Regions from separate parts of the Mus musculus genome. Here region 2 is linked to region 1. Evidence: chromatin contacts called from public Hi-C data. All regions are on one chromosome and are shown on one strand. The core of a region is the stretch at or near the end of the contact, and the rest is flanking DNA. Distances in the headings are between cores, read along the strand shown.

Region 1 (3,491 bases), core at 335-2,834:
GGAGCTGCTCAGATCTGCAGTAAATTAGCTGGCCCTGCCAGGAGGAGAGAGCATGGCTCCCAAAGACAACCATTCACTAGGTCAGGATGCCCTGCGGCACCTCCTCAGCCCTTGGCGGCACAGAACAGTGGTCTTCAGTGTGCAGAGTGGCCTGGGTTAAATGGGCCTTCTCAGCAGCCCTGGGATCCCTCAGCAGATGGTCAGCGTCTGAGGAGCAGAGGCTCCCAATGCCTTTGTGCCAGCAGCTTCTTCCCAAGTTCCTAACACCAGCTACCACTCACTGAACTGTGGGCCAGCCCTGATTGGTTCGTTTTTCCTCTTTCGAGACAGGGTCTTGCTCTACCATTGGCTGTAGCTGATCCTGACCCTCAGCAGCCCATCCCTTAGGAGGTGTGGGGGCTGAAACAATCCTTCAGGCATGCCCAACAGTCAGGCTTAATCATCTTAGTCTAAAAGTGTTTGTGGTGCTGGGAATGGGTCCTGGGGCATTGGGTTGGCCAGTGGGGTGAGTCTAGACCGAGCCTCATTCTTCTCTCTTAGAGAGAACCAAATTCTCGATGCCCATCAGACATGCTGACAGGGCACAGTGCTACCCCTGCAGACCCACGTATGAGGACCCCAAGGGGCCCTTTCTCCTAGCTAGGCCAGGTGCAAGCAAGGGCTGGCAAGGTTAAGCAGAGGAAACAGGGTTGGAGGGGGTAACCTGGGAGTAGTGTAGAAAGCTAGGTATGGGCGAGAACATCCAGGTTCCTTCTCTAGAAGGAACTAGTTCATGCAGAACTAGGAAAAGGCTATGGGGTTGGGACAGAGCTATGAGGACGTCCTGAGCACTTTTACCTCACTAGGTTATAAGGGTAAAACACAGTCATTGCTCAAACAGAACCTTGAGTAATAGGGACAGCCATATGCAGAAGAGTAGCATAAAAATCTTTTAAGTTTTCGAACAATTGAACCTCCAATCCAATTAGCATATTTTATGGATATTCATTCCCCACCCCATTTTCCCTCCCTCTCCTTCCTCTACCTGGTGCTGGGGCTAAAACCCAGGGCCTCCTTGATGCCAGGCAAGTGCTGTGCCACCCAGCTTTGTAGGTATTCTCAAGGTATAAAGTTTTCGCTACCCAGATGGCCCAGCCTGAGGTTCTCTATGCCTCTCGCTGGTTAAATCACACAGCCCCTACCACATCCTGACAAGTTCCCACCTAGTCCCTACCTAGCTGCCTGACATTGACTTCTACGTCTGTGGTGGGAACAACCTCAGACCAGCTTTTCTGAACAAGTCAAATCCTTCCTCATTCCCGGACCTTTGCAAACTCCGAGTCCTCAGCTGAGAGCGCTCAGTGTGACCTCTCCTATACCACTCTTAGGCCTGTGTGCCAAAAGTAGAATCGGCCGTGTCCTCGACGGCCACAGCTGTACAGAATACGGGAGGCCAGAGAGATAGAGACGGAGCCCAGATTCCCCTCCCCTCCTGCTTAATTTTTCTTTGCTATTCACATGCTGACTGCCTGACCTCACCCTGTGAGATGCCACAGAGATTAGCTAATTAACGATAGTGACTCTCTGGGGACATTGGGTCGTTAATATTTAACAGACACAGCTGAGAGAGCAGTGACCCAGGAAGGCAATGGTGAGAGGCTCTGAACATCCTGATGGGAGGCCCGTGCTCCATCCTCTGTACTTCCCAAAGGCTGCACTCCACTCTTGGCAAGGCACAGCCTAGAGTGCATGCAGCCTGGAGGCTCGCCTCACACACCATCCAATACACACAGTGCTCCTCCTTGTGGTATTCTAGACCTCTGGGGATTCTGGGAGACCTAGCGGCCACCATCCCTGTCTTGGGTCCTATTCCCCATTCCCAGAGCAGAGAGGAGCCTGGGGACAAAGGAGATTTGAAAAAGAGGAGGAAGGCAAGGAGGAGGGGAAGGGAAAGGAGGGGGAAGGAAGGAGGAAGAGAAGGAGAAGAAGAGGAAGAAGAAAGGAAAGGGGAGGAGGAGCAATGGTCACTGGCAGCGAATAAATCCAAGCAAAAGACCTGTACCAGCTGCAGTCTGATGGAGAGAGTCAGCATGCCCTTGAATTATTCTGTTTATACTTAATACAAACTGATAGTCTGGGCCTAAATTTAATAGCTTGCACTGCAGTTGCAGGTCATTCATGAAGACAAATGCACGCCGCAGTTTTTGCCCATCCAGATTTATTCAGGGTTCTGGCACCACTCCACACCAAGCCTTGCTGATTTCCTGGATAACTTCACTGTCTAAACAGACCATTTCTTTACAAACTAGGGATCAGAGCCCATTACTGTGTCGTGAAATTGATTAGAGGGTTGTAACAGGATTATGTTTTAAAGAAACATGAGCATGTCCAAGCACTTCACCTAAAGGTTGTATGATTTGGAGCTATAATGTTTACTTAGACAATACACATTGAACAAAAACCTACCAATGAGATCATTTCAATAATATATTTGCATGTAGTAGATCATAATGTAAACTACATTTTTTATTGCACAGCATAATTAAAATTCGATGTATATATAGTGAGATATTAGTTGGCCTTTCAGGGGAAGAAAATTCTGACACTTAAGGACATTATAGTAAGCAAATTCAGTCAGCTACAAAGAGAAAATATTTCTTGATACCACTTATAAGAGGCTCCTAGAATAGCCAAGTTCACCGAGAACGTTATAGAATTCCATGGGCTGGTGATGGTGTGAGGAACAGAGTTTTGGTTTTTCTGAAGAAAATAGTTCTGTGAAGGATGGGGATGATGATAACACTGGTCATGGTAGGAACACTTTTGTGTGTGTATGAGGAGTCGAGAGCAGAATCCTACTGGGTTGCCCAAACTCAATTTGAGCTCACTGTGTAGTTCAGGTTGGCCTTGAACTTGTGACCCTCCCACCTCTGTCTCCCAAGTACTAACTATTAGCATCCAGCTCCCCAGTTTTTACCCCAGCATCCAGCTTACATATGAACCCAAGTTCTTTGGAAAAATAGCAAGCACTTTGTCTGTGTCGCCATTCTCTCCACCCCGCCCCCACACACTTGCCATTTTTTTTATTAGATATTTTCTTCATCTCCATTTCAATTGCTATCCCAAAGTCTCCTATACCCTCCCCCAGCCCTGCTCCTCTACACACCCACTCCCACTTCTTGGCCCTGGCGTTCCCCTATACTGGGGCATATGAAGTTTGCTAGACCAAGGGGCCTCTCTTCTCAATGATGGCCAACTAAGCCATCTTCTGCTATGTATGCAGCTAGAGACACGAGCTCTGGGGGTACTGGTTAGTTCATATTGATGTTCTGCCTATAGGGTTGCAGACCCCTTCAGCTCCTTGGGTACTTTCTCTAGCTCCTCCATTGGGGGCCCTGTGTTTCATCCTATAGATGACTGTGAGCATCCACTTCTGTATTTGCCAGCCACTGGCAAAGCCTCACAGGAGACAGCTACATCAGGGTCTTTTCAGCAAAATCTTGCTGGAATAT
Region 2 (3,491 bases), core at 401-2,900, 99 kb after region 1:
AAAAATTGCACATTATTTGCATGGGATCCATCTCCTATGCTGTGTCTAAACCTTGTTAGGTCATGTTAAAGTCTTCGGATTCTCTTCAGGGGGTCGAGGTGCCTGTACATCCAGGTTTTAGGCAGGTCAGTCTGTCACCGCCAGCATGAACAGACCTACTGTAGTCTACTGTGGTGATTCTGTAACAGCTGCACGTGCGTCGTACTGAGAGCTTTAGCACAAGGAGCACAGCAGGGTAGGAGTCTAGAGCAGCTGGTCTCAACCTTCCTGACGCTGCGACCTTCAATGCAGTTTTCTCATGTGGTGGTGACCCTCACCATAAAATTATGTCATTGCTACTTCACAACTATAGTTTTGCTACCATTATGAGTTGTCACGTAAATATCGGATATGCAGGATACCTGATATGTGACCCCTGTGAAAGGGTAGTTTGATCTCTGAAGGGGTCACAACCCACAGGTCGAGAACCCCTGGTCTAGAGCAAGGCAACACCAAGTGTCCTCCCTCCTCAGACAACCATGCCCATAGAAAGTGGCACCACTGTCACGTGGCTGGAATTACAGCCATCTGGGCTGGTGAGTCACTGCTGTCTTGGTGGGCAGAACCTCACCTTCGAAATGCAAGGTGTAGTGTCAATCAACATGGGCAGTGATGGGGGCAGGCCAGACTCCAAGCTTTGAACCTTGATGGACAGACAGCAGGCATCACCCGCACTGTTTCTCGTCCACACCCACCTTGCCCTTGTCATGAGACATTAAAGTATTTCTTCCCTCTGCTTTGGGTCTGGCTTCTCCACCTGTACTCTGAAGTGTGAGGCATAGGGAGGCCTTGCTGAGGCTCCTGCAGCCCCACCTTCCCGCTCAGGGTCAGGATCCTGCTGGTGAGCAGTGGGCTGGAAAGCAGAGGGAGGAGCCTTCCCTGGGGAAGAAGGCAGGAAAGACCAGAGGCTAAAAATAGGCAGTTGTGAGAACCTGGGAGTGCTCCCTGAGGCCAGCCGCGCACCTCCCACGATGGCTGGGCTCTGTGCACAGGGTGTTTAGAGGTCCTTGTCAAACAAATATCATTGACACCCTAAATGTCAGCTTTTACTGTGCACCCCATATATGATAGTCTGCTGACCGTCCGATGTGTGTTACCCAGTCATCTAGGGATGCAGGTGTGTGTTCCATCCCTGTGCATGTGCCCACATGTGCTCACACGTGCATGTAATGGGTGTGTCTGCATGTGTGTGGCGCTCGGAGGCCTTGCCAAGTTCTCCATTTATCTACTTAACAGTGCTTCACAGCAAGCCTCTTTGGGTCAAATCAAAGCATCTCCCAGGACTGGGTTTGGGCCAGTGAATGGGCAGCCTGGGTCATGGGCTGCACAGGGGGCCTCGTGCTGCGGAACACAGGATGGAAGGCATGCTGTGTTAGCTGTTCTCGAAAGGTCTTGACCTCCAGCTGCCTCATTTTTCCACTTTTCCTCCAAGAAGTAGGGCTGTTTTCCCACTAAGGTAAAATCCGATCTCCCTTACCTGACCACGCAAGCAAGTCAGTAGGCTTGCCCTGGTTAAAGTGGCAAAAGTTCCCTCTGTGCCTTCTGGGCATCTAGAGGGTTCTCTAAGGAGAATCCATTACAGCTCTTGCTGGCAACTATTTCACACTCTATGTTGTGTGGAGTGTCCCCACAACAATAGGTCTCCAGATGATGCTGAGTCCCGTCTCCTGTCCTAACTTCTCTTCCATGTCTGCTTTTGTGTCCCTCTATGAGTCTGTCTGTCGTTCCCACAAGCTGGGAAAGGTCTGCTCTTCTGCAGACTGCCCCTGGCTAGGCTCTGGTCCTCCCTGTCTTGACTTCTGATTAGCCAACCCCCACGGTGAGCAATAGTGCCTGGGCTTGGGTGACTCATTCCATTCCTGTTGTCTCGGCCCGCTCACTAAATATAGCCTCCCCTTTCTCCCATCCCTTCATCTTCCCATCTCTGGGCAGAAAAGTTACCCAGCTTGTGGTCTTCGATGTGGTGGGCTAGGCAGGCAGCACCCTGGGTGAGGTGGGGGGCTTCTGCTTGCTGCCACCAGGCTGGTGTGGAGGACACCTCAGTTCTCAGGACCCTGTTTGGAGTAGTGGGTCTGTGTTACCAGGGCAACCAGATCTCAGGGTACAGCTCCTCGCAGTGCCAGTCCTTTGTGAGACCGTTGTTTTATTTGGGAGGATCTGGGGGTCAGTAAGAATCGATGGTCTAATGTGGGTTCTTCATTATCCTTTTAGGGAAACTGGTCACACAGCCCCAGGGGGTTAAGGAGCAGAGAGCTCACCAGCAGGTGTTGGTCCTGTCTGTCAACGAAGGAGCCCCACCCCAGCCAGCCAGAGTCACAGTGAACTTCAGCTTGGGCTTAGAGCCTGAGGTGTCCCTTTTTTTTCAGTTTCATGTGCCTGGGTACATGGGGCAAAGTGAACTCAGGCCTTTATTATGGTTTTCAGGCAGGACGGGTCTGCCGTAGTCTTGCCACATCACTGGTCCAGTCGAGCTTGGGGAAGGAACTTCCCCTGCAGGGACCACCTTGAGAAATGGTAGCCCACAGAGCTAGGAGTGGGAAAGGGAACCAGGTCTTTGTTTTTGGGAGCTGTGGAGAATAATAGTCCATAGCAGTTGGCCCCTGAAGTGTGTCACCTACCTCTGTCTAGCCTAGACTATATTTGTTGTCATTGTCATTGTCTTTTTTTTTTTTTTTTTAAGAGACAGGGTCTTAATTACACAGCCCTGGCTGGCCTGGATCTTGCTATGCAATCCAGGCCTCAAATTCTGAGACCTGCCCTTTTCTGCTTCCCAAAAGCTGGGGTTAAAGGCGTGCACCACACCCAGCTACACTGGTGTTGTCTTAGTTTTGCTCCTACTCCCTAATTTTATCTTTGTCTGTTTATTTGCTTGTATTAAGTTAGTCTGGCTTCGGCTGGCAGGGAATGCATTGTTTAGTCCAAGGTGACCTCAGACCTGGGATTCCCCTGCCTCAGCACCCTAAATACTGGGACTACAGGCGTAGACCACCACACTCAGCTAGCCTCGCTGTGTCATAAAGAAAGAGTTACACCGTGTATGATGGAGATATTTTACCTGATTATTATATATTTAATCTATGTATCAGTTGCATAGAGAAGGTTGTAGGAGCACAGAGGTGGACTGTGTTGTCTATGACACAAGCAATGATATCCGTGTATCCATGTAGTTGTGTTGAGATCTCTGTTCTTGTCCGGCCCTCGCCCATCTCCCGTCACTATGGGGTGCTGTGTAAAAAAAAAACGGCCCTTATCATGCTCAACTGCACCTTCCGTTAAAAATGCAGTTGCCCAGGGCCGAGGGTGCAAACCTTGCCTAACTTCCATGCTTCTTGGGGTTGGTTCCACAGCACTGTAAAAAACTGTAACTAAAAACCTAGACAAAACCCAAGTCAAAGGAAAGTATTTATCCTGTAGGTTTGCGTGTCTGGTGGCCAGCGTGGGCCCATGTCTTG

What was found. Hi-C and Micro-C count contacts between places; a contact is called where the count stands out from the background.
Region 2: a Hi-C map of uterus shows a contact between it and region 1, with 1.8 times the contacts expected there. The contact joins two enhancer-like sites. A contact is called at or near these places in 1 of 15 datasets of contacts at CTCF or cohesin (the NIH/3T3 cell line), 7 of 484 Hi-C or Micro-C datasets (the N1E-115 cell line, bone marrow-derived macrophages, embryonic fibroblasts and 4 more), 3 of 115 datasets of contacts at active chromatin or transcription factors (embryonic stem cells, extraembryonic endoderm stem cells and pancreatic cancer cells) and 2 of 9 other capture datasets (adipose tissue and pancreatic islet).

What each region holds. Positions count from the first base shown.
Region 1 is chr6:121,164,399-121,167,889 of GRCm38.p6, reverse strand. It overlaps a transcript of Mical3 not described here. Among named protein-coding and RNA genes, the nearest start is that of Pex26, 18 kb to the left of the region's middle. Within about 2 kb of position 1,584, at least 56 of the 459 cell types and tissues checked have an H3K27ac peak or open chromatin away from gene starts, as enhancers often do. A contact at or near this core is called in the N1E-115 cell line, pancreatic islet and uterus, where this site is marked.
Region 2 is chr6:121,065,345-121,068,835 of GRCm38.p6, reverse strand. All of the region lies in intron 1 of Mical3 (microtubule associated monooxygenase, calponin and LIM domain containing 3), which reads left to right. The region is part of intron 1 of Gm4651 (predicted gene 4651); the gene reads right to left. Among named protein-coding and RNA genes, the nearest start is that of Gm4651, 2.6 kb to the right of the region's middle. Within about 2 kb of position 1,650, at least 25 of the 459 cell types and tissues checked have an H3K27ac peak or open chromatin away from gene starts, as enhancers often do. A contact at or near this core is called in the N1E-115 cell line, pancreatic islet and uterus, where this site is marked.